Linked DNA regions of Sus scrofa: region 1 is linked to region 2. The links are chromatin contacts, called in public Hi-C maps. All regions are on one chromosome and are shown on one strand. The core of a region is the stretch at or near the end of the contact, and the rest is flanking DNA. Distances in the headings are between cores, read along the strand shown.

Region 1 (5,895 bases), core at 121-2,620, 210 kb before region 2:
AAATAAGAAAAAATAAATGAAAGATTTTCTGTTACTGAAGATGAACTGGGATATTTGAACCCAGAGGTTGATCCCAAGATCAACTTTGAGGTAACAACGCTCGGCTGGATGATTAATGTCTTTGCCCCGTACAAATATGCCTCCAGTGGGCACAGCCCTCATCCTGTGATCCAGCCTCTTTGGGCAGCAGAGCCTTCGGTCCATGAGCGGGCCTGGAGCTCCCATTTCCTCCGTGCTGGCTGCAGTTCTTGCCCAGAAACAGGAGCAGATGCTGAGAGAATCTTTGATCCCACTCATCCAAACATTGCATTCAAAGCTGGCTGGAAAGATGCAGGGGATGTGGCTGGGCGACTCCCAGCTGCCACGCATGCAGTGGTCTCCGAGTCTCTTGGCTCCCAGGTGGGTGAAACTCTGGTGGTTCTGCAGGCTCACCATGTCCAGAAAGAAGCTGTTGGAAGGTGGGTGCTGTTGCTGCTGTCACCTCTTAGATAAAGAAAAACTGATTCAAAAGCCAGATAACTCCTCATGGAATTCAGCTCAAGGCTTGAAGACTTTCTAGCTTCCTATGAACCTCAATACCAAGAACCACAAATTGCAAATGTATTAGGTCATTTTGTGTCAAAAGGAAATCATCAAGCCCCTAGAATTTTTCAAAAAAAATTTTTAAATATTTTGTCCTTTTAGGGCCACACCCGTGGCATATGGAAGTTCCCAGGCTAGGGGTCTAATCGGAGCTGTTGCCCTGGCCTATGCCAGGACCACAGCAATGCGGGATCCGAGCCACTTCTGCGACCTACACCACAGCTCAGGGCAACGCCGGATCCTCAACCCACTGAGCAAGGCCAGGGATCAAATCTGCAATCTCATGGTTCACTAGTCGGATTTGTTTCCACTGAGCCATGACGGGAACGTCTCAATTTTTCAATTTTTGAATATATCCTCTGGGTTCTGCAATGGCCCGGACAGTGTTATAACTTTTTTCCTATTGAGAGTTTTTATTTTTTTCCCCTAGAAATTGATTTTATTTGGTATTCTCAAGTCTTAGGTTTTGTAATAAGGGAAAAAACTCAGAGTTTCCATTGTGGCTCAGTGGAATCGAACACGACTGATATCCATGAGGATACGGGGTTCGATCCCTGGCCTTGCTCAGTGGGTTAAGGATCTCACGTTGCTGTGACTGTGGTTTAGTCTGGCAGCTCTAGCTCCGATTTGACCCCTAGCCTGGGATCTTCTATATGATGTGGGTGTGGCCCTAAAAAGTGAGAGAAAAAAAAGCACTCCATTAAAAAACAAAACAACTTACCAGCTTTGGAAGTTCTGCTTGACCTAGCTGACACCAGAGGGTGGCGCCAGAGAGGAAGTAGCCAGCAGAAGGAACAAGGAGGCTCTTGACATGAAATCTTTTGTCTTCAGTTTCCAAGTGCCACCACTTAATTTGCCAGGCTTTCTGTCTTGCGCGTGCCAGCAGCATGGTTGCTCTTCTTCCTCACAGTGTAAGGAGGTGCCCTAGGGTTTGTCCATAGCTGGTCACCCAGAGTCCTTTAGGAAGCGAGAGCAGTTCCCTTCTGCTCCAGAGACAACACTCATTTGCTTTGGAAAGGCAGCAGGTCCTTACAAATGAGCTTGGAAGTACTGCCCTTACTTTCACTGTTACTGCCCCAGTCCGCGCTGCTCCTTGCTCTTTGCAGGTCTGTTGCTTCCACATTTCTGGAAAATGTTAATGGATGGCTCACATGGGCCGAGGTGGGGTCTAAGTGCTTCTGTGGGTGTCAGCCCAGAACTTCCTAACCCAGCATAGAAGAGTGATAGGTGGCTCAACCTTCGATCCCCTTACCCCTGGCTGTGAGCAGATTCACCCATTTATGCCACAATAACGTGTGTGTTGTGCCAGGACACAATATGAATACTGTATTTTTTTTCTCTGGGCGCTATGATGTAAGAAAGTTGAGAAACACTGGCCTCATTTGACCTTCACAACTTATGGGGTAAGCTACTATTTGTATTCCCATTTTACACGTCAGAAAATGGGGGCTCTGTGGGATTGCTTCTCACCCCAAGTTCTCCTAGCTGTTAAGTAGCCCAGCCAGAAGTTGAACCTAGACAGCTCCCCTCTAGAAGTTCCATGCTTTTGATCCCAGGCCAGAAGTTCTCAACCCTGGCTGCATAATAGACTCTGAAGAGTTAAACAAAAGAAGATGAAACCAAAGCCAAGAAACTGTCACTGAAACGTAGCCTCGGAAGACGTGATGACTAAGTGTAATGAGGTGACCTGGGTAAGTTTCTGGGACAGGAAAAGGACCTTAGGGGAAAGCCGAGGAAATTGAAATAAAGTGTGGACTTTGGTTAATAATAGTGCATTAATATTGGTTTATTAATTGTGACAAATGTCCCATACTGATGTAAGATGTTAATAGCAGGGGAAACGAGGCATGGCATTCATAGGAATGCTCTCTATTACATTCGTCATAATTCTGTAAATCTATACCTTCTAAAATAAGTTTACTATTTAAACAACAACAACAACAAAGTCTGGGGTCCCAGCTTAGCGTCATTAAATCAGAACCACTGGAGGTGAGGCCCAGACATCAATATTTTTTTAAAAGCTCCCCAGGAAATCAAGGGTTTCATCCAGGATTGGGAATTCCTGCATTGCCTTCCTGACAAAGAAGCTGCTGGAGTACAGGGATCTTGTCTTGCTGATTTTCATTCCTCTCGCACCCAGGCTTTGGCCCAGGTTAGGCATTCAGTACATGCTTGATGAATCAATGACTAACTATCTCAACCTTTCCTCAATTCAGCCCTGAGATAATCAACTCTAAGGAGACGAGATTAAATGAAAACATTTCCTGTGGTCAGGCAACAAGTCTATCAGTGGGTACTGATTATTTATTACGAGCAAGCAGCTAGTAGCTGCCAGGGTTGCAAGTCTGATGGGAGCCGGTGCCTGTCCTCAAGGTGTATTCCCTAGAGAAATGTGGCCCTGTGTGGGGAAGCAATTAAGTAGGCGGGGTCTGAAATCGGATGGTCTAGGTTCAAATCCCAGTTTCTCCATTTGGTGGCTGTGTGATCCTGGTCCTTTTCTGAACTGTCTTGGAAACCTTGAGAGATGTGAACATGAAGCCAAAACCGAGGCTGCTGCTGTCTGAGTTGGAAACCCCAGCGAAGAAATTGATAAAATGGAATGGGCTGAGTTTTGCTTTCGCCGGTTTGGTCTCCACAAGATGTATTTCCTGTGTCAATTGAAATTTCTCTTCTGTCTCAGATGTAAATCACCTGCACAAATCACAGGAGCCTCTGTTGTAATGACGTGAGCAGCTGAGATCTGGTGGGGTTCTGACCTTGGGCAAGGAGGACAAAGGAGAAGTTGGGTCTGGAGGAATGAGGAAGTGGGTTCCTCCTGGGCCTGCTGGATTCTGCTTGGGCCATTTGGCCCCCATTCGTGTGTGTGTGGGGCACCTGGGAGAATGACCATCGCTAAGGCTAATGGATGGTTTTCTAAGTGCTTTACTTGCTAGGGATCATTCGTGTTCACATCATCCACATGAAGCCATCCTTCTTGTCATCACTCCCATTTTATTGATGATAACACTGAGGCCTAGAGTTAGGTAACTCAGCCAAGGTCCCCAGGCTGGTAAGTGGAAGGACAGGATTTGACATGCATAGTCTGGCCTGCAGTGTGTGCACTGATCCCTCCCTTCCCTCCCCCTTGGCACAGGAGATGCAGCCTGGTTTTGCAACAAAAGCACCAACTTTGGACTCAGGCAGAGGGAGGACCTGCTTTGGCTCTGCGACCTTTGGGGTAGCCCTCAGCATTTCCAGGCTTCGCTTTGCTCATCTGCAAGGTGGAAATCACACCAGGGTTGTTTGGAGGACTGAGATCATATATATATATATATATTTTTTTTGGTCTTTTTGCCATTTCTTGGGCTGCTCTCATGGCATATGGAGGTTCCCAGGCTAGGAGTCTAATAGGAGCTGTAGCTGCCGGCCTACACCAGAGCCACAGCAACACAGGATCTGAGCCACATCTGCGACCTACACCATAGCCCATGGCAACGCTGGATCCTTAACCCACTGAGGGAGGCCAGGGATCGAACCCGAAACCTCATGGTTCCTAGTTAGATTCGTTAACCACTGCGCCACGACGGGAACTCCAATGAGATCATATGTTTAGCCAGCCTTTTCCACTGTTCCATTCTCAAGGTTTCTTCCCCATCTCCCCACACTTTCCTCCTCTAACCCTATATCACTTCCACATTTCTTCACCTTAGCTTTTCAAAGCTAGCAAAAAGGAGCTCCTGTTAGGGATCAGTGGGTTAAGGACCTGGCGTTGTCTCCGTGAGGATGTTAGTTCAATCCCTGGCCTCTGGGGTAAGGATCCAGTAGGTTGCAGAGGCCTAGGTCGCAAAGGCAACTTGGATCTGGTATTGCTGTGGCTATGGCATAGGTCTCAGCTGCAGCTACAAGGCTAGCAAAGAAGAGCAAAAATCTTCCAGGTCTTGGCCTACTCTTCTTTTGTTCCCCCCTAATTCTTTTTTTTTTTAAATTATAGTTGATTTACAATGTTGTGCCAAATTTAGCTGTACAGCAAAGTGTCCCAGTCATACATATATACATTCCCTTTCTTATATTATCTTCCACCATGGTCTATTCCATGTGACTGGATATAGTTCCCTGGGCTCTACAGTAGGGCCTCCTTTCTTATCCTCTCTAAATGTAATGGTTTGTATCTAATAACCCCAAACTCCCCATCCATCCCTCTCCCTCTCCCCTCTTCCTTAGCAAGCACAGGTCTATTCTCTATATCTGTGAGTCTGTTTCTGTTTTGTAGAGAGGTTCATTTATGCCATATTTTAAGATTCCACATATTTAAGAGATATATGGTATTTGCTTTCTCTTTCCGACTTAACTTCCCTTGGTAAGATAATCTCTAGTTGCATCCATATTGCTGGAAATAGCATTCTTTTGTTCTTTTTATGGCTGAGTAGTATTCCATGACATGCATGCACCCCATCTTCTTAATCCATTAATTTGCTGATGGACATTTAGGTTGCTTCTGTGCTTGGCTGTTGTGAATAGTGCTGCAATGAACTTACAGGTGCATGTATGTCTTTTTTGAATTGTAGTTTTGTCTGGATATTTGCCCAGGAGTGGGGTTGCTGGTTCATATAGTAGTTGTATATTGGTTTTCTGAAGAAACTCCATATTGTTTTTCATAGTGGTTGTACCAATTTACTTTCTCACCAGTAGTGCAGGAGGGTTCCCTTTTCTTCACACCCTCTCAGCATTTGTTATTTGTAGACTTTATTAGTGGTGGCCATTCTGACCAGTTTGAGGTGGTACCTCATTATAGTTTTGATTTGCATTTCTCTAATAAATAGTGATGTTGAGCATTTTTCATGTGCCTACCAGCCATTTTGGAGAAATGCCTATTTAGCTCCTCTGTCCATTTTTCACTTGGGTTGTTTTTTGTTGTTGTTGGGTTGTATGCGTTCTTTGTATATTTTGGAGATTAAGCCCTTGTCAGTTGCATTGTTTGCAACTATTTTCTCCCATTCCATGGGTTGTCTTTTCTTTTCTTTTCATGGTTTCCTTTGCTGTGTAAAAGCTTGTAATCTTGATTAGTTCCCATTTGTTTATTTTTGTTTTTATTTCTATTGCCTTGGGAGACTGACCTAAGAAAATATTTGCATGGTTTCTGTTAGAGAATGTTTTGCCTATGTTCTCTTCTAAGAGTTTTAAGGTGTAATTTGACCTACTATTCTAATGGGAAAAAAAAACAAGAGCTGAATTATTAAATCTACATGTATACAAATACACGTGTATATGTACATACACATATACTCATTATATACTTGTGTGTGTGTGTATGGATAAATAGACATAGATATTGGT
Region 2 (6,443 bases), core at 473-2,972:
TATTTTGATTTCAAAGTTCTAAAATGTTCATCGTCTTAGACACAGGGAGAGGTGAAAGGAGATAAAAGGAGGGTGACAAGGATGTTGAAAGCTTTAACTTCAGTTTGAAAGCAAAAGGCAGCTAGACATCCCTCAAACCAATAACATATTTTAAAAGATTTTGGAGGCTGGGGTTGTGGGGCGGGGGGGGGGAGGGGAAGAGAGGATAATTCACTCAAAAGAAGTGGAAGAAAAACTGGTGAGTTTTAATTTATATTTTTCCTGGGGTCATTTCTGGAACCCAACTTCATACACACAAAACGGCAAAAATGTAGCTTTAAAAACACAAAGACTCTTCTCGGTGTTGGGTGATACAAGACGTGGTCTTTGAGAAAAGAGTTTTAACGTTTCCCTGATTAGGCACCACTCATAACCAGAAAGTATCTCAAGAACGATGGTGTTATTATAGCATCTTAATGAATGAAGATTCATTCCACATGAAATGGGGCTATTTTTAAAAGGCTGTCATATAATGGGAGGGGAGTGAGTGGGGAGCATTTATAAAGAAGCCAGTACCAGCGCTATCTGTTTCCTGACAAAAAAAACTGAACTGCATCAAACAATTGACTTCCCCAGTGCATTTGAGTGTCACAGTTTTCAGCTAATCTCTTGCGGACCAAGATTTGGAATTCTGGCGTGTGTGGGTAGCACCATGTGTGAACTGTCTCTCCTCCTCTCCCCGGAACAGACACCCACAAACCGATGGGGGTGCTCTGAAGGTTAAATTGGATAGATCCATTGTCCAGGAATGTACGCTATGCGAACAATGTCAGCTCCCCGTGCCAAGGCAGAGATATTGTGGGACTTGAGGCTGCTGGCCACGGGGAGAAGGATGGTGGGGCGTTGCTCTATTCACTGGGGCCAAGTGGGAACCTGCGGTGAGTGGCTGCAATGTTTCAGTCTCCTAATCTGCAAAGAAGACAAATAATTACAGAACTGGCTATATTAAAACCAGAGACTCTTAGTCTGCATGCAGGGGGAGGGGGGTGGAGAGAGGGAGGGCAGGGATCAGAGAGTGTTTTCCATTTTAGGGAGGACAAAAAAGAAAAAAAGTCGTCCTGCAAAGGGGATCACGATTTGCTTTGTAAAGGGCTCTTCCGTTTGCAAAAGAGTTCTGCTGAAGAAGGGAAATCCTGGGTAGTTAAGAGTTTGGTTTAAGATCAATAAAGAGATCCCGGGCTTTTTAGATGCTGGTGACAGAGAAAGCAGTGCGAGGAGGCAGGCGGCCAATCAGAGATCAATCTCACAGGAAAGTCAGAGAGGGCCAGCAAAGATACCAGGGGCGTCTGGGAAGACAGAGTTGGCTTTACAAAAATCTCCTTTATACATTTTTTTTTTTTTTTTTCTTCAGAGAAACACAAGGGATGTGAGATCGTCAATGGAGGCATCGAGAAGGGGGCAGGAAGCTGGGGGGGAGGGGGCAGCCAGGAGAGAGGGTGGAGGAAGGGCCGCAGGCTCTCCCCGGGGGTGGCAGTGTCTTATTTGCACCCTCTGAGGGCTCCTGAAAGAATTAACATGCGCTGCCATTCTTGTTTTTCCAGTGGTGACTTCATCCAGTCCCTGCAGAAACTCAGAATTAAATGTCATGGTTTTGTTTTTGGGGAGAGCAACCACCCCCTACGCCCCAAGGAGGGAGTTCTGCATACCGCGGAGGGCACGCGAGGACTGAAGCGTTTGCGGAGCCGCTGATCATTAACGCGCTGAGTTCGGAGGCAGGAACTGCCCCTTTCTTTGCTGACTCTCCCATTTCCTTCTATTGGATCCTGCCCTGCCCTGGTTTACTTTCTGTTTCTCCCACTCATTTCCACGCATTCTTCCCTCACACAGCGTCCAGGAGAGCCTCTTCCTTTCTGTAGACGAACGGGGCACTTCCCTCTCAAATCCTCCTTTTTTCAAAATGAATTCATCTCGACTTATTTTTCCAAGCCCCCTCCCTCTTCTCACTGCCGGGCGGTGGGGGAGTTCCTCTCCTTGCCCAATAATGCAGAATTAAGTTGAAGAAAGCTCTGTGAGAAACTGTAGGTAAAAAGTTGTTCCAGGAGTTCCCATCGTGGCTCAGTGGTTAGCGAATCCGACTAGGAACCATGAGGTTGAGGGTTCGATCCCTGCCCTTGCTCAGTGGGTTGAGGATCCGGCGTTGCTGTGAGCTGTGGTGTAGGTTGCAGACGTGGCTCGGATCCTGCGTTGCTGTGCCTCTGACGTAGGCTGGCGGCTACAGCTCCAATTGGACCCCTAGCCTGGGAACCTCCATATGCCGCTGGAGCGGCCCTAGAAATGGCAAAAAGACAAAAAGACAAAGAAAAAAAAAAGTTGTTCCAGAGGCAGAGCCATCTGGCAATTCCATGTGAGGGCAGACACATCTGAGTCTGCAGCTCAGTTTTGTCACCTACTAGCAGTGGCTAGGTTACCTGCCCTTCTTAAGCCTCAGTTTTCTCATCTGCCAAATGGAGATAATTATGTAAAAACCTTGCAAAGGGCTGAGAGAGATTTGAATGAGACAAGCCTATGAAGCATTTCCAATTGGTGACCACAGTAAATGCTCCATGAAAGTTTGCATTATTATTGTTATTTAAACCCTCTGGATAGGCGTGCCCCCCCTCCTTCCCCTACAGCCTCAGGAGTAACCAGGAAGCTAAAGAACAGCATCATATGGAAGCCTCGGGTGCAAGTATTTGCTGACTCAGCCCCGGGGAAGTACCCTCTGTACTTCTCAGAGGCAATGTACAGAATGGAGCAAAGAGCCTGTGTTTAAGGCATTTCCAATCAGGACACAGTGGTTGATCTGGAGGCCTTACCTGGCAGCCCAGCCCCAGCCACATTCCCCTCTCCACAGGCTGTCAGCATTCCCAGGGGCCTGTAGCACAGCCCCAGACTCAGGAATTTTACAGCCAATTTGCTCCCTCCCCCCATGTCCCTTCTCCCTTTTGGTGACCTCAAGGCTTGAGCTCAATGAAAAGCAGCAGCTCTGCCTTACAAATAAGGCAAGGAGCCTGCGTGCCATCCCGAGTCACTGGTTAAGGTCTGTCTCGTGTCTAGACACTCCCAGAAAATGACACAGAACATAAAGTCAGGCTCCACATCTCAGAAAGCCATATTCACCAGGGTGTGCTTTGGAGCTGGAATTTGGGGCACAGGGGATACACCATTATCCAGATTGCCAAGAGCCTACCTTTAAGGTGTGGGGGGCTGGGGGGTGGGTGGGGAGAAGAAAGGAAGGAAGGAAGGAAAGAAAGGAAAGAAAGAAAAAGTAGGGGGAGAAAAAGAGAAGCCCGAACCCTTCCTAATAAGGTAATGGCACATGCCAGTTGTGGTTTCCAATTGCTCAGCATCTGGGAGTCATATGACATTCACTGCAGCCGTGGCTTCACGCTTGTGCGTGCGAGGCTCTCCGGGAAGAATTGGAGAGTCTTTGGTGTGCCTCTGGGGATGACAAGTGAAGAGCGACAAGCTCCCCTCCTTGAGGCTGCTGCCCTCAGGACCCGAGCTTTGTAGCTCAGGCACTGGGAATGCTCTCAGGTTGCTCTGCAGGCATGCTTTCTCCTCTCCGGCTGGGTACAAGCTTCTTGAGGGCAGAAACGCTCCTTTATTTCTTTTGTTTCACCCTGCCATGCTTATCAGGGTGTAATCCACCCAGGAGTTACTCAATAAATGCCTGATGATGGACTCAGGCTGAGAATTCTACAGATCAGTAGGTGATCGCTTCATATCATTAACCCCCAACTTATAAATCGGCAGGGTTTCAAAAGGTGGTTTCAAAGAAGGCGCTTAAGGGGCATATTTTCCCATAGAAACGGTGGTATCACTGGGGGTTGGGTTTCTAGGTCCACTCGCTTCTCAGAATATGCTACACATATTTACAATCCTTCTCACTGAGCCATGCCATTTGCCTTGGACACATGTTAGACTGGCAAGTACATGCGCAGAATAAATTTCAGTTCTTTCAGTTTAATGACTCAGCTACAGCATCACTGACTTGTGCGGACTGCACCCCTCCCCCTTATCGGATGTATTTCCTATTTTACAACACTTTGCGTAGCATCAGGCAATAATCTATACACTAGATACTTAAAAAATAACATTAAGAGGGAAGGAATTATTTTTGATCATTAAAAAAAAAAGATGCATGCCCTTCTGCTTTTGCTTTTTATTAAAATATTTTTTCAACAGTGTTTAACTATCATCTAGGTTACCTGGAATTTCCCAACCACACATACATACACCCTCCTATACATGCATTCATAGTCTATTTCCGAAAAAGACCTGGAGTAAAAATCATGGCCTCGAAGACTGGCCATTTATATTTTTGTGTAGATAGCCGTGTGGTCTGGGGAAGCACTATCCACTGTCCAGGATGCGGCCTTCCAACAGGTCAGGGAGGCAGTGTCTGGGACCATGTGTACAAAAGTACAAGCACCGGAGTTCCCATCGTGGTGCAGCAGAAACAAATCTGACTAGGAACCATGAGGTTGCGGGTTCGATTCCCGGTCTCGCTCAGGGGGTCGAGGATCCGCTGTTGCCATGAGCTGCGGTGTAGGTCGCAGACGTGGCTCAGATCTGGCATTGCTATGGCTCTGGCATAGGCTGGAAGCTGTAGCTCCGGTGAGACCCCTAGCCTGGGAACCTCCATATGCCATGGGTGCAGCCCCAAAAAGACAAAAGACCAAAAAAAAAAAAAAAAAAAAAAAGGAGCTGTACCAAATACCTGCTATTGCACTGCTCCCTATAATATTCCCTAAACACAGGTAACCATACAAGCCATACCTTGGCCCTTGTTTCCATTCAAGAGCATCCCCCAAAGATACACCTAATTGATTTTCCAGCATGAAGAGCAAGACTGGTATAAAGGTCCTCCTGTGAATACTGGAGAAGAGCCAAACCATAACAGCAAGCAAACAGGAACCTCTCTCGAATAGCGCATGCTAATAAACTCACGTACTAAATGCACCTCTCCCCATCCTTTAGAGTTCACGGCTGCCTTTCTAACCCAAATCAGCATTTAACACGGCGCAACAGAGATGTCAGGTTAATGACCGTGCAGCGTGACAAGTACCAGTGCATTTGTATCGCAGCTGTCTTTCAGCAAGAGTTATTACCAAGACACAAGGAACCGCGGTCTCTTCTCCACCCCCTGTGCTCCTGGCTCATCCTTGATTGATTAGGCTGACCCTTTCATGGGAAGCTCTGAATAACTGATGTTCTCCTTAGCAGCCCCTTTTCTTACATAAGCTCGTCACGAAGGTCTAACGCATGTTTCTTTCCTCCCCATCCACGGGGAGAAATATAACTTCATCAATGTAGGGTTAATTGATTCATCGTTCCTTAGTGTTTCAGGACGTTGCTCTGCTTCCAGCTCTGATTCGGGATGGGAGCAGCTGTCTAGCAAGTAAAGGACCCTCAGCTGAATGGACCCTGAAGTCCAATAGATAGCTTTGAAAGTATGCCTGTTTACTTTCAAAACCTTCACACACAAACAGAGCATTGTTGTCTCTGAAAAATGCCAAGTATGCAGGGTTTTATGATTACAGTTATTTGAACTCTTATTCTAATTTGAGGATGGCAGATGTTGGCATATATGCTGCCCCTTCTTCCTACTACACCCATGGCAGACATCACTAATGGATCACTGTGCTCTTTCTTGTTGGGCCCAGACATGAGTTCATTAATAGCCCTTTTCAACACCTGGCTCCAATCAACTGTAGATGACACATATGTTGACAACAATTAGCTAGTCCTGTTCTAATTGATTTAGTATTTTTTTTTTACCTTTATGGACCTGACAGCTGACTAAGGTGCCATTATTTTAGCAACAGGCTCTCTCTTCGCAGCTCATCCTTCTGCTAACATGAGCTACAAATGATAGTAGTTATCAGTGCCGGATACTGTCAGACATCAAGGGCCAACTTATGCCTGTGAGTCCCTCCAAAAATCCCAAAGCAGGCAAGGGCAGCTCAACCCTGGTCTGTATCATAGCGTCCCCCAACTTTCTCTGCTGACTCCCGGCTGAGTTAGGGGCCTCCCTTGAGCCTCCTACAGTGCCACCACCATGCTGACCTTGCTGTGCCACAAAAGCAAGCTCATGCAGCTGCCTTGTCCCCCACCTCCATGGAGGCAAACCCCGCGGCTTACATTTGGTTGCCCAGCTCCTGGAGCGTGGCTGAGTACACGGTGGGTGTTTGATAAATATCTTGTAAGAATGTTGCTTGTTTTTTAAAGCTCCTATTGTCAAATACTCTCTACGGAACAAATGATCCCTGATGACTGCTGGTGGTCACTAACATCACAAAGCCAGGTGCACCGATGGCTGGGGAAGCCAGGACGGAGGCTGGCGGGCAGGCGGCAGCCACCAGTGGCCCGCATGCCTCTGCCCTTGGCTTCCACCCCTCCTCTGAGCTGTCTGAAGAAGC

What was found. Hi-C and Micro-C count contacts between places; a contact is called where the count stands out from the background.
Region 1: a contact with region 2 is called in a Hi-C map of subcutaneous adipose tissue, with 2.6 times the contacts expected there. The contact joins two enhancer-like sites. A contact is called at or near these places in 1 of 5 promoter capture datasets (fetal liver), 29 of 47 Hi-C or Micro-C datasets (adipose tissue, blood, embryonic fibroblasts and 13 more) and 2 of 2 datasets of contacts at active chromatin or transcription factors (alveolar macrophages and skeletal muscle).

The regions. Positions count from the first base shown.
Region 1 is chr6:145,075,971-145,081,865 of Sscrofa11.1, reverse strand. All of the region lies in intron 1 of LOC110261213 (a long non-coding RNA gene), which reads left to right. Among named protein-coding and RNA genes, the nearest start is that of SERBP1, 110 kb to the left of the region's middle. Within about 2 kb of position 1,370, at least 21 of the 83 cell types and tissues checked have an H3K27ac peak or open chromatin away from gene starts, as enhancers often do. A contact at or near this core is called in adipose tissue, fetal liver, omental adipose tissue and 2 more, where this site is marked.
Region 2 is chr6:144,863,745-144,870,187 of Sscrofa11.1, reverse strand. The region is part of intron 2 of GNG12 (guanine nucleotide binding protein (G protein), gamma 12); the gene reads right to left. Among named protein-coding and RNA genes, the nearest start is that of GADD45A, 77 kb to the left of the region's middle. Within about 2 kb of position 1,722, at least 50 of the 83 cell types and tissues checked have an H3K27ac peak or open chromatin away from gene starts, as enhancers often do. A contact at or near this core is called in adipose tissue, fetal liver, omental adipose tissue and 2 more, where this site is marked.